Regions from separate parts of the Gossypium hirsutum genome. Here region 2 is linked to region 1. A link is a contact called in public Hi-C data. All regions are on one chromosome and are shown on one strand. The core of a region is the stretch at or near the end of the contact, and the rest is flanking DNA. Distances in the headings are between cores, read along the strand shown.

What was found. Hi-C and Micro-C count contacts between places; a contact is called where the count stands out from the background.
Region 2: a contact with region 1 is called in a Hi-C map of leaf, with 2.2 times the contacts expected there. The contact joins the promoter of LOC107952075 here to the promoter of LOC107952485 in region 1. A contact is called at or near these places in 2 of 34 Hi-C or Micro-C datasets (anther and leaf).

The regions. Positions count from the first base shown.
Region 1 is chrA02:46,674,604-46,678,185 of Gossypium_hirsutum_v2.1, forward strand. LOC107952485 reads left to right here and starts at 1,749. Exons shown (of 3, transcript XM_016887736.1): 1 at 1,749-2,244; 2 at 2,374-2,975; 3 at 3,067-3,198. The coding sequence starts at 1,749. The coding sequence ends at 3,198.
Region 2 is chrA02:46,987,779-46,991,360 of Gossypium_hirsutum_v2.1, forward strand. LOC107952075 (receptor-like protein 53) reads right to left here and starts at 1,989. Exons shown (of 8, transcript XM_041085603.1): 1 at 1,595-1,989; 2 at 1,209-1,363; 3 at 791-1,008; 4 at 1-353. The coding sequence starts at 1,770.

The DNA of each region.
Region 1 (3,582 bases), core at 499-2,998:
TGTTCTCTTAGGAATCTCTTTAGGTTTGTTTGGTTTCTTTTTTGTTCTATTGCTTTTACATTTATGAGATTAGATTTAATGTAATTAGGGCACGATGCACTGCCTATCAGAGATCATGGATGAGTGAAATATGGAGGCCATGTAGATTTCTGTTTTTTGCTTAGCCTTTTCAATTGAATGAATGTATCAGGTCATTTTAAACTCAAAATAAAAATATAAAAAAAAGGTAAAGAGTTGAAGTAGAATTAGACATTTATATTTTAATATATATATGCGTGGGAGGGGTGTGCCCCCTGTAATTGGAATTTCAATAGGAATTACTACCTTTTTAATTCTGTTTCATGTTCTTTATTTTTTCTTGCGCAATATTGCGCAAGGCCCTTTCAATTTCATTTTATTTTCAATTAATTTTTGTTAAACTTTTAATTTAAAATTTATATTTAGTTTTAGGCCGGTAGAGAGTTAATAAATTCGTAACCACACTTAAAAACTTCCGTATTGGTATTTGTTATTTTTCTAATTTAAGATATAAGTATCATCGTCTTATAAAATTGTATTGATATCAAATTAAAAAGAGCTCATTAATTCGGTGTTGATAAACATAGAGTTGGAAGAAGTGATATGATCGTCTATCATATTTGGTCTATCGGAGAACACGTTGGTGTGTCCAATTAAGTGGTTAGTTGGATCCGTCAAAGGAAATAGCAATCAGGTTTAAACAACCTGCGCAGTTGAGGTTGTTGGTTCAAGTTAGACCCTTCTAGTTTCCAAAGCTACTGAAGAGCTAAATCATGGACACGTGTTTCGTGGTTATTCGTTAAGTAAAACTACAGAAGGATTGGTGGTCTGGGCGTCCTCATTCACTATAATCGACTTTTCAGTTAAAGGAGGAGACTTATTATCAAGTATCAGTTTGAAATCATGGCAAAATCGAGATTGAAGCTAGAAATTTCATTATATTGGTTTATTTAATTTAACTTCTTTTATGCTTATTTCTATTGTTATCTAGATTTTAATTATTTTTACCTTTATCATATTTAAATCCATCATTTTTACTTTTGCACAAATCGTCACATGTTGTGGGCATAATAATTGTCTGGTGCACAACTTAGTTAAACCGAAACAACAATTTTAGATATTCTAATCTCTGTAGGATCGGTCGTACTCTCTATATTGCTATTTATTTATGGTTTAAACATAAAAAATATTATTTTTTATGGATTCGAAAGCCATCAATTAATATATAATTTGAGCAACTTTTATGAGTAAATAGTGGCAATACGAGAATATAATATATTTCTTAAAGACAAATTGAGTATTTTAAAATATATATTATTTAATAAATATTTTTTCTTTATTGGCTTTTTGTTAATTTTTTTATGGTAATTATATTTTTTATTTCAATGTTTTTTATTCAACTATCGAGCAAGTGCTTTTTTTTCTTTATTTTACTATTATGATTTTGGACTTCTTTTTTATTGTATTTGATAGTTTTTCTATCAATAATTAATTCTGAATACTTTTTTAATTGTGTTTGTCACTTTAAGTTCCTTACTGAAATTTAATTTTAGAAAGCCATCATATTAATATTGAACAATATTTATACCAATCATAATTATTTTATGCTATAATGATATTGTTATTTCTAAGTGTAAATTTGTTCATTAAAGAATTTGGACATTGATTTTATGTTTGAATAAAAAATTATCATAAAATTTTAAAATTAAAAAAATTAAAATTAAAAAAAAATGACTTTTGGTGAGAACTCTGGTCTTGGAAGTTCTATTGTTGAGGAATTGATTCCTAAGAAGGTCAGATTTCGGGATAAGGAAGAGGAGGCGACGAGCGGAATAATGGTCGATACGCCCTCAGATCAACTCACTTCTTGGAGAGATAAACTCGTCGGACAGTCCTCAAAAGATGTCTTCAATAGTTTGGTTGATAATGATAATATTGATATATTGGAAGGGGACGTCCAAAAGACATTTGTGAATGGCGTACCCTCCATAACTTTCTCAGACAGAATCCATCAAATCCTTGTTCAAGGCATGGATAATACTGTGATTTTAAAACTTCTAGGCCGGAATATGGGATTCACAGTTTTGCAGAATAAAATTTACGATTTGTGGAGACCCACAGCACCTATGCACATGATGGATATCGAGAATGGATACTTTCTAGTGAAATTTCAAAATAAGATGGATTTCAAAAAGGCCCTAGCTGAAGGACCATCGATCATATTTGGTCAGTATTTGACAGTACAACCATAGACGATGGGTTTCGGTCCTTCTCAGAATTTTCCAAGAGTTGTGATGGCATGGATCAGATTCCTAGCTCTTTCGAGCTACTAATATAACAGGAAAATCATTTCAGAATTTGGGGAAGTAGTTGGTAAAGTGGTTAAGCTTGATTTAAATACCGACAGCAGGACGAGGGGACATTTTGCTAGATTAACAGTTTATGTTAATCTGGGCGAACCTTTGGTATCACAAATTTTGATCAATGGTAGAACGCAAAAAGTGGAATATGAAGCTTTATCTACTATCTGTTTTCATTTTGGAAGGTATGGACATGTGGAAAATCTCTGTATTTTTAAAAGTCCTAAACCCACGGTTGAGGCGAATCATGATTTGTCTGCAACGGTACCGGAAAACCAGAAGTTGGCCATGGAAGAATCGGAGAAGAAAGACGAGAGTTACGGGTTGTGGATGATTGTTGAGAGGAAATCAAGGCATAAATTTCGTGATAATTTTCAAAAATCTGCCGAAATTCAAGAAAAGAAAAGGGAAGGATCCCGATTCAGTTGCCTAAATAATAGGGATTTAAACAATGAATTTAATGATGGAGAAGTGGCAGACTTTCAAAACTCTAAAGAGAAAGAAATTTCTCCCAGAAATCAGTATATTAAAGGCGTTGACCCGAAAATTAATAGGCTGAATGATTTTGTAAAAAATTCCAATAAGGGCAAACAAAAGGTTGTAGGCCCTAATACCGGACCAGGCCCGATTTTTAAAAAAACTGCTGGCTTATTTTAGAACCCAACCTGGATAATAATAGTGGTAACAGGAATGCGATGGCTTTGGAAGGGATTGCCTTGGGGTTGGGCTCAAGACAGGCCAGATACTAGTGGAACAGGGTGACCAGCAAGTGGGCCAGACGGATTCAGCTGATAGGGGAACAGTAGCTGAGTCCCTATAGTAGAACGTGTGGACAGTGTCGCTGAGACCGTTCTTCCTGCTGGGGGAGAGTCTTCAACAAAGCAGCATCTCCTGACCTCCAAAAATGAAAAAGAAGCCGAAGTAGTGGAAGTGGGTAACCTGGATTCCGCTAAGCATTCGGCAGTAACCTTCCCCGGAACCAAAAATGATCAGTATACCGCACCCTCTGTGAGTAATTCACTGGTCTCAATTTTGGTGGGAATTTCTAGATCGGCGAAAGAGAATAAATGAAGAGGAAGGGCTACTGTAAAGAAACAGAACAAAATCATGCATGGAAGCAATGTTCGTATCAAAAGAATTGGATCTCAAAGAATATCTCTAAAAAAATCCATGAAGCTTTTGGCAGAGAATATTTCAAATATTT
Region 2 (3,582 bases), core at 739-3,238, 310 kb after region 1:
AGCATTTGCATATCAGCTAAAATGCCAAACCGGCTAAGGGAAGATTTGGATACATCCAACAAAGATAAGGAACTTGTCTTGATATATAAAAAGGCCTCAGCCTCATTCATGAAAGTTGCTCCGGCACAAACAAGTTTCAGCAAAGGAGCTTTATCACCATTGCCTTCAAGGATAGAATCAATGGTACAATTACTCATATTCAAACATTCAAGAGCAGACAAATTTGGAAAGCGTGTAACATTGGTCCAAGCAAGATTGAGGAAGCTCAGTTTGGGGAACCTTTGAAGGACCAAAGCCCCTTGGTTAGATATTTTACTCCCCCAAAGATCAAGGTACCGTAGCTTTGTCAATGCCTAAAACAAAACAGCCACCATAACTCATTTTAACCTGAATATTTTACCCTGAAAATGGAACTAACTATAATATCTTAGAATCAATCATTTAAAATTCAATCTTTCAAAATGGAACCACCAAACTTGAGCTAAAAATAGCAATCTATGGTAATTGAAACATAACTTAGCTCATCTAGTTCTTACAATGATTTCAACTGCGAAGAAACTCACTAACACAATTTAACAACTGATACACCCAAGTTCTCATCTAAATGAAGTACGTACAAGAAACAGTATTTACCATAACAAAGTTCACAGACTCCAGCAAAACTCAAGAGGCATAGATGCTCAGTAATTTCAGAAATGATTATGGATTATTGCATCCTTCAGCCAATGATAAAATATAGAGTAACTTTTCAAGCAAGAATACAGAATATGTACATGTAAAGAAAGAATACCTGAAGAGACTTCAATGCGGAATCTGTAACAGGCAAACCACCCAAGTCTAATACAGACAAATTCTTAAGTGATGCAAGCAGCGCAACCCCATTCGCAGTTACCCCAGTCTCTGAAATCCATAACTTTTCCAAAGTTGAAATGGATATAAGGTGTTTAACGCCAGCATCAGTAACCTTCATGCATCGCGAAAGGTCCACCTCCTTTAGACTAGTCATCCCTAAAACCACGAAAGAAAGAAAAAAAACTACAAATTTTTAAAAGATATTGAGCTTATCAATATGAAAAAAAAAATGAGCTTTGATCTCCATTTCTTTTAATAGTTATTCTTTTAGTGCATCTAAAATAGCTTCATATTCAAACAGATAACTTCTTATAATTTCTGTACATTTTTAAAAAATGAAAAACTCAAAAACATACCTACTATGGACCAAATAGCAGAATTATTAATTCTGTGACAATCACCGAGATTAAGTAATCGTAGATAACGAAATGCGCCTAAATACGCCATCCATTCCGCATCAACAGAATTCTCTCCTCTAAGATCTATCTCCTCCACACTATATTTGAACACTCTGCATTATCAAATGAAATGAATAATCTACTTCAACAGGGACCAGTTAGCAAAGTTTCAAAATTAAACTGAAAAATAAATAAAAATACATAAATTCCAATTCACAGCTTATTCTTCTTTGGCAGACAATTCAGATCTAGTTTAGAAATGTAACATCTAACAATTGAGCTAATAGAAAACAGAAAAAAAATATAAGAAAAATTGAAGTGATAATGAAGGAATGTTAATGTACTCGAGCAAGGAAGGGAAGAGAAGGCGACGACGGAGGAGGTTCCGAAGCAGAGACTGAGAAAGGTGAGAAGGCAATCGCTCCAGAGTTCTTCTTTGTCTCCGCCATTTCTCCACGCTCTCTTTGCTTTGGCAAGCTGCTTCTATACATCGCCGAATCAACTCGCTCTCTTTCTCCATTTCCGTTCGATTTATTACTTTTTTTTTGTCGAATTTGATAAATCACGCTCTCGTTTTGCTTCTCTTTGATCTTTCAATCCTTGAATCTAAGAAAAGATAAAGTTCAAAGTCAATAACTATTTTAGGCTTTTTGGTTTGCTTGCCCTTCACGAACTGTGAAATGTGGAAGAAAGTGGAATGATTATTTTATTTTTATTTGTTGAATGGATTATTAAAAGCGGTGCGGTTAAAATTCGCGTTTGAACTCGGCTCAAAATGTAATCGGTCCAAGATTTTTGACATCTGTCTAAATGCCAAAACGAAGCGTATAAGCTCCCCAGGATAGATAGCCAGATCAATAATAGTGGTAACTGGTAATACTTGGATTATGAATAATAATATTAAAATATTTTATAAATTACCAACGCATGCAATAATAAAACATATTGAATTTCTAAAAAAAAAAACATGGAATCGAACTTTAGAGACAGATAATTACGAATGCTGATCATTGATCATAATAGGGAGGATAAACAATATAATTTTTCTTTTACAAATTATGTTTATATTAAATAATAAAATATGGATTAAAATTAATAAGATGTTAAAATATAATATAAGTCGTTATACTTTTACTTCTATAAATTTAATCTTTACACTTTTTAGATTTAATTGTTAATTTTTTTTAAAATTTATTAATGTAACATTTTAAAATAAAAAATTATTTAACAACCATGTAACTATATAAATAATATTATACTGAACCTGAATTAATATTCAGGTTTAGTGGAAAATTAGTGTTGCAATGAAAAAAAATTTAATTCTTGGAATTTCATTACTTTGGAAGTGCAATTTTTTACATGAAAAATTCTAAATTTTAAAAATTAATAACAACAATATTTATAAAAAAGAAATACCTTAAAACTTAGAAATCATTCAATCAGAATATAAAAACAAAAACAAAATGCACTTGCGAGGTGTGCATGGGTCGGGCTAAGTTGGGCTCAACTAAAAATTTTAGCCTGTTTGCTATGCTCGAGCCCGGCCCAACCCTAAAAATGTGCCTAAAGTTTTTTCTAAGTTCTACCAAGATAAAAATGTTATAACTCAGGCCCAGCCCGGCCCCCCATATTAATTTTTATATTATTTTAAAATATATATAATACATCAAAAATACTAAAAACACCAAAATAAATATTTCCCAACAAATTGAAAATAAAATTTCAAAATATGTATACTTAAATAACACTATGATAGATACAACTTAACAAGCAAATGCCTCTAAAATAATAACAAAATTAACAAATATTTTTAAAATAATAATAAAATTAACAATAAAATAAGTTTTATACAATATCCAAACAATAACAACAAAATAGTAGCAATATAATAGTAAAATGGTAGCAAAATAGGGAGAAAACAATAAAAAATAATATTAAAAAAATTATCCTTTAGTGAATTCAAGCCGGCTTGGACGAAAAATGTCTTACTCGAGGCCCGACCCATTTTTAGACGGGCCTTAATTTTTGTCCAAGCCCATTTTTTAGGCATATATTTTTGCCCAAACCCTCTTACATTTCGAATAGGCCTTCGGCCGGGCCAAGTGGCCCCACCCATGAACAGGCCTACTAAGTGCTCTCTCTCAATATCCTACATAAATCAATGGAAAGTTTTTTTAAATGAACTCTAAGATGTTGCTAATAATCATGACCGATTTAGCAAACCCTTTAATGAATAGAAGATTAACAGAAAAATTGAAATGAGTAGGTTGCAGCTATTGCATTTGGGATGATGCTCAAATACCCCATGAATTCCAGCCATATTCAAGACACT